Regions from separate parts of the Mus musculus genome. Here all the other regions are linked to region 3. The links are chromatin contacts, called in public Micro-C maps. All regions are on one chromosome and are shown on one strand. The core of a region is the stretch at or near the end of the contact, and the rest is flanking DNA. Distances in the headings are between cores, read along the strand shown. Region 1 overlaps 7420700N18Rik (RIKEN cDNA 7420700N18 gene). Region 2 has its middle 150 kb from the start of 7420700N18Rik. Region 3 overlaps Nrg1 (neuregulin 1).

Evidence for each region. Hi-C and Micro-C count contacts between places; a contact is called where the count stands out from the background.
Region 1: a contact with region 3 is called in a Micro-C map of the HL-1 cell line, with 3 times the contacts expected there. The contact joins two enhancer-like sites. A contact is called at or near these places in 1 of 15 datasets of contacts at CTCF or cohesin (the NIH/3T3 cell line), 4 of 484 Hi-C or Micro-C datasets (the AML12 cell line, the HL-1 cell line and the MC38 cell line) and 1 of 115 datasets of contacts at active chromatin or transcription factors (the NIH/3T3 cell line).
Region 2: a contact with region 3 is called in a Micro-C map of the HL-1 cell line, with 6 times the contacts expected there. The contact joins two enhancer-like sites. A contact is called at or near these places in 7 of 484 Hi-C or Micro-C datasets (the AML12 cell line, the HL-1 cell line, adipose-derived mesenchymal stem cells and 2 more) and 3 of 115 datasets of contacts at active chromatin or transcription factors (embryonic stem cells, epiblast stem cells and kidney).

The regions. Positions count from the first base shown.
Region 1 is chr8:31,370,545-31,374,575 of GRCm38.p6, reverse strand. All of the region lies in intron 1 of 7420700N18Rik (RIKEN cDNA 7420700N18 gene), which reads right to left. Among named protein-coding and RNA genes, the nearest start is that of 7420700N18Rik, 4.8 kb to the right of the region's middle. Within about 2 kb of position 1,800, at least 79 of the 459 cell types and tissues checked have an H3K27ac peak or open chromatin away from gene starts, as enhancers often do. A contact at or near this core is called in the HL-1 cell line and the NIH/3T3 cell line, where this site is marked.
Region 2 is chr8:31,518,980-31,523,039 of GRCm38.p6, reverse strand. No RefSeq gene overlaps it. Among named protein-coding and RNA genes, the nearest start is that of 7420700N18Rik, 150 kb to the right of the region's middle. Within about 2 kb of position 2,504, at least 82 of the 459 cell types and tissues checked have an H3K27ac peak or open chromatin away from gene starts, as enhancers often do. A contact at or near this core is called in the HL-1 cell line and embryonic fibroblasts, where this site is marked.
Region 3 is chr8:31,826,355-31,830,863 of GRCm38.p6, reverse strand. Nrg1 (neuregulin 1) reads left to right here. Exons shown (of 10, transcript NM_001364423.1): 6 at 4,509. Among named protein-coding and RNA genes, the nearest start is that of Nrg1, 90 kb to the left of the region's middle. Within about 2 kb of position 1,528, at least 35 of the 459 cell types and tissues checked have an H3K27ac peak or open chromatin away from gene starts, as enhancers often do. A contact at or near this core is called in the HL-1 cell line, the NIH/3T3 cell line and embryonic fibroblasts, where this site is marked.

The sequences.
Region 1 (4,031 bases), core at 551-3,050, 460 kb after region 3:
CTTCTTAAAATGTGGATCAGTGCTGGCCCCACAGTACACTTACTGGTCCGTGGGAAGCATCTCCAAATTGGTGGGCATCGAGTAATGGATTTTTATCTGAGGTTATGCACTAATAATTAATACCATGAGACACTGAAGCTTACTAGTCATACTCTGCCAACTTTATAATGTATGTAAAATATAACAGAGGGTAAATAGGACATATATGTGTGTGTTGAAATATCATACTAAAACCTATTATTTTGTACTAATATACACTGGTTGCAAAAGAAAAAAAAAGAGAGAGAGAGAGACAGAAGGGATGGCTCACTCCACTGGCTGCTCTTGCACAGGACTTGGGTTCAGTTCCCAGCACCAACAGGGCAGCTCATGACCATCTGTAACTCAGTCTCAGGAAATGGATCCAATGCCTTTTCCTGGCCTCTGTGAGCACACAGTGCACAGACATGCAGGCAAATAGACACACATAAAATAAATCTTTAAAAAAAAAAAAAAAAGAAAGAAATTCACGATGGCCCATTACTTTCTAAATTCAACAAAATGGTTCAAGTTCAATGGTTTCATAAATATATTTAACCCTCCTTCTCCTAAGGAAACTCAGAGTTTGGATACCAGCCCTGTTGCTTGGCAGTTATAGCTTTGGGAAAGGTCAACTTCTATACAATTGAGATAGATAGATAGATAGATAGATAGATAGATAGATAGATAGATAGATAGATAGATAGATAGATAAATTTATTTCTACCTCATATGGTGTTATGAAGATTAAATGGCATAAAATATCCAAAGTAGTTGTAACTATGTCTACATTCTAGAAACTACTCAGTCAGAAACACACAATTTCTTGACGTGGAGTTTTCTAAAATGTCATTTCTCTCCAGGAGTCTTTTCCCACACCATAACCCACTGGTCTCTGGGAAGAATCTCTGAGTGAGCCTAACAACGTCCTATACGGATGTGAAACAGTACCAGGCAACTCACTGTTGCAACAAAACAAAACAAAGTGACCGTTTGTGCTGTCTCATTTCAATGGCAGATCCAAACAGTATCTGTGCCACTTCTCCTTCGGAATTCTAAAAATGTGGAAAGCCCCAGTAATCAAACACCCTAAGAGAATGACTCAGCTGAAAGCCTGGATCTGCTCCAATCTAAGATCTGAGAAGACCTAGCTTATGCCCTGCCTCTGACACACAGGGACTTTCCTCCTGCCTCTGACCTGTGTCTTGTAACTGACCTTCAGCTTCAACTTCACAGCTATGTGGTCAATGTCCCTTGAAATGTCCACTCAGTCTGAATCAATTATTCATCAGCTTCCTAGGTGGTGCTGTGATGCAGTTGCCAAGTATGCCCTAATAAACATCTTGGTTACAGGAATGGGTTCGGTCTGACAATGCTAGAGTTGCATATATCCTTTCCAGGCACTATTATGGGCAATGATCCCCTCACCCCCACCATCACCACCACTTCAATGGTCAGTTAGTTTTACTGGAATGCTGTTGCTCTGTTCCACCTCAGAGAGCTGGAGACTTTTGTAGAATGGACAAATGTAAAATATCTACACAGTCTTGCTTCATGTCCCTCCAAGGGAAATAGGGGTCTGCTTCCAAAATACATGGACTGCAGCATCTTGGAGGCTTTAGTTGGAGAAAGAATAATGGCCTTCCTCCTGGGAAATTCCTGGTGAATTGGCATCATTGGAATTTCTTCAGCCAGCTGTCTTAATGACCCATACACCCCCCCCCCAAGATATCACTGTGTTAATTATATAGACTGAGCATATTTGAGATGATAATAATAGCATTACCCTCTGTTGACATGTCATTTCGGTTTCCTCTTACCTTTTGCACTATATATGCACATTGGAGTGTATGTCTGCGGGTGGGGGGTAGGGTGGTTGTATTCAGGCTCAAAAAAGTCTCCACAGTATATAATCTGTTCATTTTGAGTCAGTTACAGCCTACTCCTTAAATCATTTCCTTAATTGGTTCCTGATCTCCTTACTAATCACTGGCTGATGCACAATACTGCCACCTTCAGGTAGTTCTAGGAAATACCATTTGATAAGGGGGAAAAAATGTTAACATTGGTATGAGGCTGGAGTGAGTACCCACAAGAAATGGACAAAACAATATTTGTTTGCATTGCAAGCTGGGAAAGAAAGGACTGTGCTGTTGGGATGTCCCAACAATTGTGAGGAGGGAATTTTGGTTGTTTTAAGGGAAGCAAAGTAAAAGCAGGCATTTGTGAGAGTTCTTGGGGGTTTCCATGAGAGTGGGATGAGCGTCCCAGCTCCAAATGCTTAAGGAGCTGCTACTCAGAAATGAAATGTCAGCTGGCATAGCTTTCTCACTGTTGGCCACACTGCCTGAGATATGTGTGTTTCTGCGGACGTGCTTTTTGTCACCAAGGTCACTTTGAGGTCCTTCTGCCTCCTGGTTTTCTTTTGTGTCTGAATGTCACCAGTGTTCTTTCTGATGATCCCACATTAGTGTGCAATCAAAAGACATTTTTGTCCCACTCAGTGGGACTGCAAATGAATGGTGCAGCTCACAGAAGCCTAGGAGCATTTTGCTTTGATCTCTAAGTAGCTCAGCCTTCCAATGGCTCTGACTCTATCACGGGCACGTTCTGCTCAAATGTCTGCGAATCGGTGACAGCCATTAAACAAGTTGGAGCAGGCTCTCTGGTTAGGCACTGGCCAGGCAGGCTGGCCAGGAGCAATTCACCTTCAGCATGCTTTCCCCTCTTTCCTGTCCTGTGGAAGGTCAGGGAGCATCAAACCTGCCTCCCAGGCTCCTCCCACTCAGAACAGGTTTAGTGCAGCTACTGCTGTGCCCCAACTCTGGCCATCGGAGAGGATGAGCTTTTATTATTTTCAAATAATCTGTTTATCAAACTGTAAGGTGTTAATTATATTTCTTCCTTTGATGCATAGAAGACGATCAGAAATCCCAATCATCTCCCCCTGTTTTGTTCAGCTCATGCGATGTTACTATAGGTAAACATCTGCTTTCCTGGCTTTCTGTACAAAAGCTGATTTAATATGACCCACGAAATCCAGACTGCTCGAAACTTCCAAGCGACGTTTTTGGCTTCCCTTGATCATTGATCAGCACTGTCCCTGAAAGTGAGTGTTGAGCCAGCCAGCATAATGAGGGGAACAGAGGACCCATGGTCCTGATGGGAAGGGAAGGAACTTTCTACAAAGCAGAAAAGGGGAGACCTCAAGGGAGAAGATCAGGGTTTTGTCTAACCAATTACACTCTCATCGAAGAGTATTTTACACACATATCTGAAGTTCAGCCAAAAACTCGACTTGTTAGCTTTTATATTGACTGCTTTCTGGTCTAAGAATGTGTGTAACAGATAGGAGGGAGGATTACAGAAGGAAGAAACGGGAGAGTGAGAAAGAATTGGAGAGGGGGGAGAGGAGGAGGGAGAGAGGAAGGGAGGGGAGGGAGAGGAAGGAAGGGGAGAAAGGGAGGAAATGGGGAGGGGAAAGGAAGTGGGAGGGAGGAAGCGACAGGAGGGAAAGAGAGAGGGGAAGAGAGAGGGGAGGGAGAGAGAGAAGGAGGAAAGGGGGAGGGGAAAGGAAGTGGGAGGGAGGAAGCGACAGGAGGGAAAGAGAGAGGGGAAGAGAGAGGGGAGGGAGAGAGAGAAGGAGGAAAGGGGGAGAGGGAGGGTATGGGAGAGAGGAAGAGGGAGGGGGAGGGAGAGAGCTTAGTAGAAACTAGTATCTAAGCAGTATGACTGGCTATATGACTCTCTCAAGTCACAACCCCAGCCGCACACAGTGCTGAGACCAAACAACTCGGCCAAATGATCATTGTTTATCTTTTACATAAAAAAAAAAACATAAATCACTGGTTCTCTAATAAAAGAGGATGCTGAAAGGCTATTAGAGAACAGAATATAATCTTATAATGGCAGATAATTAGCTTGAAATATGTCTGGTACAGCAGTTTAGCTGAAGGATTAAAGGCTATTGCAGAGAATTCCAGCAAACCACAGTGCTCACAGTGGCAGGGTGA
Region 2 (4,060 bases), core at 1,255-3,754, 310 kb after region 3:
CAAAAAAATCCAAATTTAACTTGGACATCCAAGGTTACTCTTTGCTAAGCCTTGCCATTTGAGCACCTGCCCTATGCTAAGCTCTCAGGATTCAACCTTTCTTTCAAGGACCAAATCTCCTTCAAAGCCCCCCATGATCCCACTATACAGACTTGGTGGAAATCCTCTGCCTCTGAGATTTTGATGAGATTCTGTCTCCTATGACTTAGGAAATTGGCGCCTGAGTAGGTTAGGGCTTTCCCAAAGGCAAAGCTGGGGCTCTTTCCCACAATCAGGCTTGTCTGAGTTCATTTTGTCTCCTGATCCTGGATCCTCTTTAAAGATGAAATGGGATTTCAAATTTTATTGTTGGGTTTGGTAAGAAAAGGGGGGGAGGAGCTTATAATATAAATAGTCAAATTTCTAATTTTGTAAGGAAGAAAAGTCACAGTTTGGTCAGCTAATTTTAGGTTGGAAGAACATTTTTGAATAAGAGAAGGAATTATCTCCCAAATCTTCTCCAAATTTATACAAAAAAAATATAGAACTATTCTTATATAAAGGCTATATAGTCTATACATGTGAGATACCATATGTAGCTTATCACATATAGCTGGTTTGGAGTAGAGTTCAAAGTTATATCATGGCTTGTTATGACTGAATCTTTTGAGGAAAGCCCCTCTCCTCTTGTTTTTATGACATCGCCTGTGTTAACATTCTGGCGCTGGCTAACAAATTCTCCACCTGTGATAAAAGCTTCACTTGACATTTTATGGTGACATGCCACTGAAGGACTTAAAGCGGACACCATAGAGTTTCCAACTAGCTTTCTCTAGAGGCTGCTACACATTTCCAAGTTAAAGAGTAGCTGTGGCGAAGACACAGATTTTTATCTGTAAAGTTTTCCTTTTTACCTAAAACTCCCATCTTACAGTGTTGGTCCAAAGGTATTTCTAACATTGAAGAAGACAGAGACTAAGTTAATCTCCATAGATAGTTTTCATGCAGAAAGGACTCCCTTCAGTCTTTCCTCGTGTTTATATTCAGCCAATTACCACAAACGAAATAAATTTTACTTTAAGAAAAATAATCCATCTATTTCTAGAGCATTGGATGATTTTTTTAAACAGTGCATGAGATTCCATTTTCAATATCAATTGGATAAATTTAACTGATCTTTGGAATTTCTTTGAACAGAAAATGACGCAAAAGCCCAGCTCTTAGATCTAAGCATCCTCATGTGTGAAAATCCAGGTAAAGTGTGCCAGGTCCCACCAAAGCCCACCAAGCTTAGAGTCGACCTGGCTGTGTTGTCAGCGAATGATCCTTTTGTGAGAAGACACACAATGGTGTCAAATCACAGAATCACAAGAACAGCCCCTCAGTCTGCCCTCAGCTCAGTCAGGAAAAGTGTGGAAAACTAAATTTTAAAATAATAACAATAAACAGGATTTTAGACCCAGAGTGTTCACTTTTCCAACTCTTCAAATTTCTGAAGTCATTCTTTGTTCTCTCCAAGCTACCTGCAAACCTGTTCTCAAAGACAAGATTTGTCACTTGTTAGAAAAGATGTTATTTGATAGCACATACTTTGCTGGGCTGGGTTATTTTAAAAAAATATATAATAATTCCATTGTATGCTATCCTTATCAGCACAGGAGAGACTCTTTTCTTACAGCAAGTACTTCTGTGTTTGAAATGTTAGAACTGCTAAGTACACCCTTAATGCTTCAAGCTACCAGATGCTAGAGCCTGCCTTACCTGCCCAGGCATGTTGTCTGAATTGAGGTCACAGTTTGGCAAATAACATTCCACACATTTTTTCTCTCCTACTGAATTAAAAGGGGCAGCTTGAGTTTCTCTGAATGCCATTGGTTAAGAAGTCTGACTCAGACACCTAGAGAGCTCTCCAGAGCCAGAATGGAGTGACTCGCTACTCACATGACTGGTGGGAGGTAGAAAGCCATCTCTCCTACCATTCTGTACCCTGGCCACGTTAGCCAGCATGAGTCAACTCTTGAAACCTGAAGGTGAATGTTCTACTTGACCTTTGATTTGGGGAGAGTGGCATGACTTCAAATGCTGTCTGTTTATTAATTAACAGAGAGGACTGAATTCCACAATCTGGGAAGTAACATTTGAAACTTTTTTTTTTAATTCACTTTACATCCTGATCACTGCCCACCTCTGGTCAGCCCCTTCCACAATCCTTCCACCATCCCCTTCCCCTCTAAGTGAATACTGCACCCACCCCCCACCCCCGTAACCCCCTACCCCGGGCACTTTGAGTCTCTGCAGGGCTAGACACAATCTCTCTCACTGTACCTAGACAAGACAGCCTAGCTAGTAGAACATATCCCACCCGCCGACAGGCAACAGCTTTTGGGAGAGCCCCTGCTCCAGTTGCTACACATGTGCAAGAAGGCCTAGGTCCAGCCTATGTATCCTCTCTGGTTAGTAGTTCAGTCCCTGGGAACCCTAAAGGTCTAGGTTAGTTGACTGTTAGTCTTCCTGTGAGTACCCCTTGGGGCCCACAGTCCTTTCTACTTGAAACCAAAACTTTAACAGAGTAAAACTTTCCTAATTCTCTTATATAGCCTGACTTGTTTGAGTTTTTCTTTACTTTGGATGAGATTAAGATATGTTATGGCTTGAGGTTTTGGTTTTTTTTCTTCTTCTTTCCCAAGACTTACTGGCCATTTGAAAGTAATTTTTTTTTCTTTATCAGACACATATTTAGAAAAATCATTAAATAATTACTAATGGAAAGTCTATTTCACACTTGTGAAGCGATTCCTTTGAAAGCTATTGTGCTGTAAATCATTTCAAATCTGTGATAACCAGAATCTAAAAAGAATGACTATGTGAGGTGCTCACCTAGGTACCGTCTTTCTCAAGAAAATAAATAAAGGATAATATCATTCTTTCATATACAGATGTTTGACTTACATGGAAGATTCTCCTATTAAGACTATTATGAGCTCAACGATGCAGGTAACACTTCAACCATGCATTCTTAGGAAAGCAACACAATTCATGGTGGAATATTGATAGCTTACCCTCAGGATGGCATGGCTGACTGTAGCTCACTGCTGTTGCCCAAGACAAGGGTATCAAAGAATATATTACAAGCCCAGGAAAAGGTCAAAATTCAAAGTATAATTTCCCTGAACGACTAATCCCTTTAGCATGACCATAAAGCACAAAACTTTAAGTTGAACCATATGTTGAACCATTAATACCATAGGAATGAGCAAAACTGAAGGAAATAGGAAGAGAAATGTTAGGATAAATTATGTTATTGGAAGGAAAATAGAACTGGTTGAAAACTGTTGAAGGTGGGTAAACACGGCCCTCATGAAAGCATCAGCATGTCTGGGGTCCAAGATGAGTTAGTTTATGTCATAAGAATCAAAAGCAAATGAGTTTATTCTTACTTCCTAAATTGTATGCAAGTATTTTTGCCTCCAACAGTCGCCCCCAAAAGACAACCGAATAAGAAAACTGTCATTTAAACCCAAAATGATTTTGTCATTGCCATCCTATCCAACCTCCTTTCAAAGCCACGCTTAATCCTGCTTGTTGACACGTGCATTTAAGTTCTCCTGGAGTCACTCATGAAGACGTTGTGTAATTCAGTTTGGTAAAAAGGATTTTTAGTTATTTATGTAAAACATGATTGACATTTTATTGTAAGACCTTGTTCTTTTGCTAGAGTTCGACACTTACCATGCTTACAGGAGGGATTGCTTTCAAGGCTGTCCTTAAATAGGGTTTTTTGTTGCTTCCTTTTAGCATAATTGTTGCACTTGTTGCTACATTTAACATGTACCCGAACAAATGGGATTAGCAACTTTCTTGATGGTGTTCTTTTTAGTGATGGCCATTCACTAACATCTTTCTTTAGTTAACTAGTATTTAACTGGTGACTAAATATTCAGTTAAAATAATTCTGATAGGCTCATAATGCCATCTAGTGGACAATCTTTAAAATACCACCCCCTGCCCCCCACCCCCAGCCATTTTAATTTTCTAATCATCAATATGCTCTTTAATCTGGACAATGGCTTCATTTAGAAGG
Region 3 (4,509 bases), core at 279-2,778:
ATAGGCTACAGGAGAACTCAAATGAGAGGCCGGAGGACCAAAAGGTTTAAGAACATACACATAAAAAGAAAAGAGAGAGAGAGAGAGAGAGAAGGAAGGAAGGAAGGAAGGAAGGAAGGAAGGAAGGAAGGAAGGAAGGAAGGAAGGAAGGAAGGAAGGAGGAAGGAAGGAAGGAAGGAAGGAAGGAAGGAAGGAAGGAAGGAAGGAAAGAAAGAAAGAAAGAAAGAAAGAAAGAAAGAAAGAAAGAAAGAAAGAAAGAAAGAAAGAAAGAAAGAAAGAAAGAAAGAAAAAAGAAAGAGAGAAAGAGAGAGAGAGAAAGGAAAGGATAGAACCTAGTGGCAGTTTTACATCTAACACTGCACAGAGTTGAATCACCCAGATTTCTTGAAGATGCTCAAGTATGACTCTAGTCAACTTTGTTGGTTTAGAAGCAAGGAAATAGAAAGCAGATGTTGTTGATTTGCTTGGGCATTCCACTAATGATGGATTACATCACTAAGGTTAAGATGACCCAGACAAGTCATCATATAGAAAACTTCACACAGTAACTATCCAAACAAACAAGGCTCCAAAAGGTAGATGAAATATGGGCATATTCCAAAAAGACCCTTCAAGAACTGAAGGAAGAGAGAGAGAAAGAAGAAAAAGGAAAGAGAGAGAGAAAGAGAGAGAGAGAGAGAGAGAGAGAGAGAGAGAGAGAGAGAGAGAGAGAGAGAATGAGAAGAGAAAAAACGAACAAACAAAAGAATAAATGGACAAAGGAGCAGGAAACTTCCACCTTTCCTGGCCTCCAGGCTCTTCATGTGAAAGACTAGAACAGAGTCTTGGCTCAACGACACCATGTCCTGATTAACAAATTGTTTGGTGCATGGTGGCATGGTGATATGCATCAAGTGTGTGCAACAGCTGCTGTCCCCTTTGGCTGACATCACATCAGCTCAGAAGCATAATTGATGACACAGGAACCCATAGGTGGCTCTCATAGGTACACAGAGAGAAGCTCAATTGCCATCACTCTAAGAAAATAAAAATTTAAGAAGAAAACTATCAGATAGATTAGGAAAAAGTGCTCAAATTTATGTCACACACACACACACACAAACACACACCAGGGTGTCAAGGGTTCTTCTTTTCTCATAGGAAATATCCCTCTGTCAGAAATCTCACAGAACTGCCCTTTCCTGTGGGAAACCAAGAGCCAAGCCCTCAGAACTACCTCTATCACTAGCAGAAATCCCCCACTCTCGGAGCTGTGTAGTCTGACTCTAGACTTTACTATTTTGATTAGTGAATAGTAGAGTCAAATCCTTATGCTACGTAAGTGCTCCCTTAGCTGTTCTCACAGTTGATAAAGGCAGTGCACTGTTATCCACACATCTCTAAGGCTTCACAGAGTATAAGGCCAATCTATTATATCCAGAAATAACTCCTGACCTTAAGGGTCATTTAAAAATAAGAGAGTAAGAATGGCTCTGTCTTTTCTCCTGGACACATTAGAATGAAAATGTGTTTGATGTGACTCACCATGGTCCATCCAGCCAAACCAGACAGGCTTGGAGCATTTCCACTTAAGGAGCCAGGCCAGACCTTTGGGATGATTTTGAGTACTAGCTCAGCTTTGCTCTTGCCTTGTGGATACAGTGATACAAGAACAAAAAATTAGTAATACAAAAATGAGACGAGCAATAATAGGCTTGCTCTTTGTCCAAGGTTTTATTTTCCTTTATTCATATTGTGGATGCAGCAAAACTCTGAAAAAAAAATATCAAGAAGACATTTAGCTGAGAAATGTGTAGCCAGTACTGAATGGAACACAGAATTGAATCCTGTGTTTTGAGTTCCCTGTCTTAAACTGGCTCCTTCTAGCTGTGTTGTCCTTTACTGAGCTCTCTAGTCCCTGAAATGGTTGTTTTGCTCACAAGCAATGAGAATAGGCTGATCACCAGATGCTAGTGGTCCACATGTCCAACTCTGTCCTTTCCTAGTTACCAACGACCAAAACAGTTGTTACAGGAATCCCTGAGAGTTTGGGGGTGGCGGGAGGCAACCCATGATGACCCCCAATGCTCACTTTAGTCCTTCTATATGACCCCTTTTTATTTCCTGGCTTTTCAAAGAGTAGGGTATTGGGGTGTCAGTGAAAAGCTGCAACCAAGGGCTTTCCTATCCCCCTTCTTTTTCCCCTCATCTGTTTGTGAAACCTGAGCCAGGATCTCATATGTTCTAGACAAGCACTCTGCCTTCAAGCTACACATACACCAGGCCTCATTAATTTTAAAGGAAGAAGTACATTAGCCAAAAGGGGACAGCAGGGCCTGCCATTTGTTGATGACAATGCTAATGCTCCATTTCATAACTAATGTGTGCTTATGTGAAGGAATCCTTGGAAGGAAGAGCACTGAGATACGGTTGTGCTGCTTAGGCATACACACTAGATGCCACTTAGGATGCCAGGGAGGAAAGCTATGGCATCATCCATTCACAGATAACACCGCATAACCCCTACCTTTGTCTCGGGGGAGGAGTACAATAGGTACAAGCAATTAACACATAAGCGCCTCCCCCCCACTCATGTCATTGTTAGATTTGTACAGTGTACACACAAACACAACAACTCCATGACACCAGCTGTATGTCTCCTGCATACTGTGGCACCGCAACGCACCAACTGCTTCGCTTTTCTAATCATGGCTTCCATGTCACGGCTAGCCCAGGTTAGGAGTTATGCTGTATGGATCACCCCTTCCCACTTTGTACCCACCTTTTCCTCCCCCAACCTCACCCCAAACATCTCCTCTGCCTGGTTTTCATTTCTTTATTCTTTTCTCCCTTAATATCAGGCCTGCTGTGCCAGGAACTCCAGGTGCCTCCCTAACTTTTAACCTTCCTTTTCCTTTGTACCTGACTTTCTCACTCTCAGTCATTCTTTCAGTCTGTCTATCCACTTGGTTTGTTTTTCCTCTCCACCTCCAACCCTTTCTGTTTGTTTTTGTTTAATCTTTTCAGTGTTGTAGCCTTTTACCCACTGACTTCTATTCTCTTAATGATAAGTGCTCTATTAATTTGATTTGACAGTGTTCTTGACCTGTTAACCGGGACTTGATTACCATGGACTCGGCTTGTAGGAAATGTTTTCTTTCATGATAAGATCCTCTAATTGATAGAAATTAAAAATCACTTATTCATGTTTAAGAAAACTTCCTGTGACCCTGCCCCCTTTCAAGGAAGAGAATGGTATAACTTCCAAGGCTGAGCAGATGATGGAAATACTCCTTCTTGTTGATGCTCAGATAAGGATATTCCATTTGTACAGTATTCTCCGGTTCTTGCCCAGGTTATTAGTTTTAATGGCAAACAAGCCAGTTTCTGTGTGTGCTAGGCAAACATGTGAAGATCTTCAAATACGTAAAATCAGATTATTAGAAGCTCAACTGCTAAGCACTCAGCATCTCCAGTAAGTCTGCAAATTTTGTTAACAGCCTGACTGTTAACACCTATATATAAAATCAAGCAAGCCATCCTCCAAAGACACTAATTTTTAACTGGAAAAATTTCCACACATTACAGACTTACTGCATCTGGAGTAGAGTGGTACCTGTAGTTCAGAGCTCAGAGTACCATACTCACTCTCTTAGAATATTCCAGTTGTCTGATGTGGGACTGTGCAGTCTAGTCCAAAGGATACATCATTTGTGTTAATGATGGGCTTAATACAAATTGGTTCTCTGATAATAGCGTAATAAGCATTTTCCTCCAAAGAACAACTCCCTTCTGTGGCCCAAGTGTGCCCTACCCACCATGTTGGGTTTTCTCTGGCAGGGCGCCCTGTTCCACCACAGTGTCCCTGTTTCTTCTAGTAAATTGACTCTAAACGGTAAGGCTGTTGCCTTAACTTACTATCTACAAGCCAAGTTCATATTTGCAATTACCTTTGAATTCAATTTATTAAATGTAGACATGCCTCTCTGTAAAGACCACTGGATATGAAGTGATGATTTAAAACTTCAGGGAAGTGGAAAGGTGATTGGGGTGGAGGGTGGTGAATGGAGGAAGGAAGAATGAGGAAGGAAGAAAGAAGGGTCTCCTTGGAGCCAGTATTAGGTCTTTTTTTTTTAATCAACATTGATTCCTGTTGTCTTTGCAAGAGATTTCTTTATAGGATATTTAATAAATAGAATAACATCGATATAGTTTTAATCAGTTCTTTTGTAATGAATGTCTATGATTTTTTTCTCATGTAATATCATATATGTATAATAGCTGGTAATTAGAGGAATCATAAAATATAGCATTTTTTACTTTCAATGCCTTAGCTAGCTTGTTATTTATGCTTAAAGTATAGCCCAGAACATATTGTACCTTAGACGTGAGTGTAAATGTGAAGTTTTGTTGTCAAGGATTGACTGTCTTGTGGACATGGGTAACGTCATGAAGCATGCCAGCTGTTTGGTTGTAAGTCCTGGTGACATTAGATGACTTCAGTGACATCTGTTCTCACCCCTTTCCAGA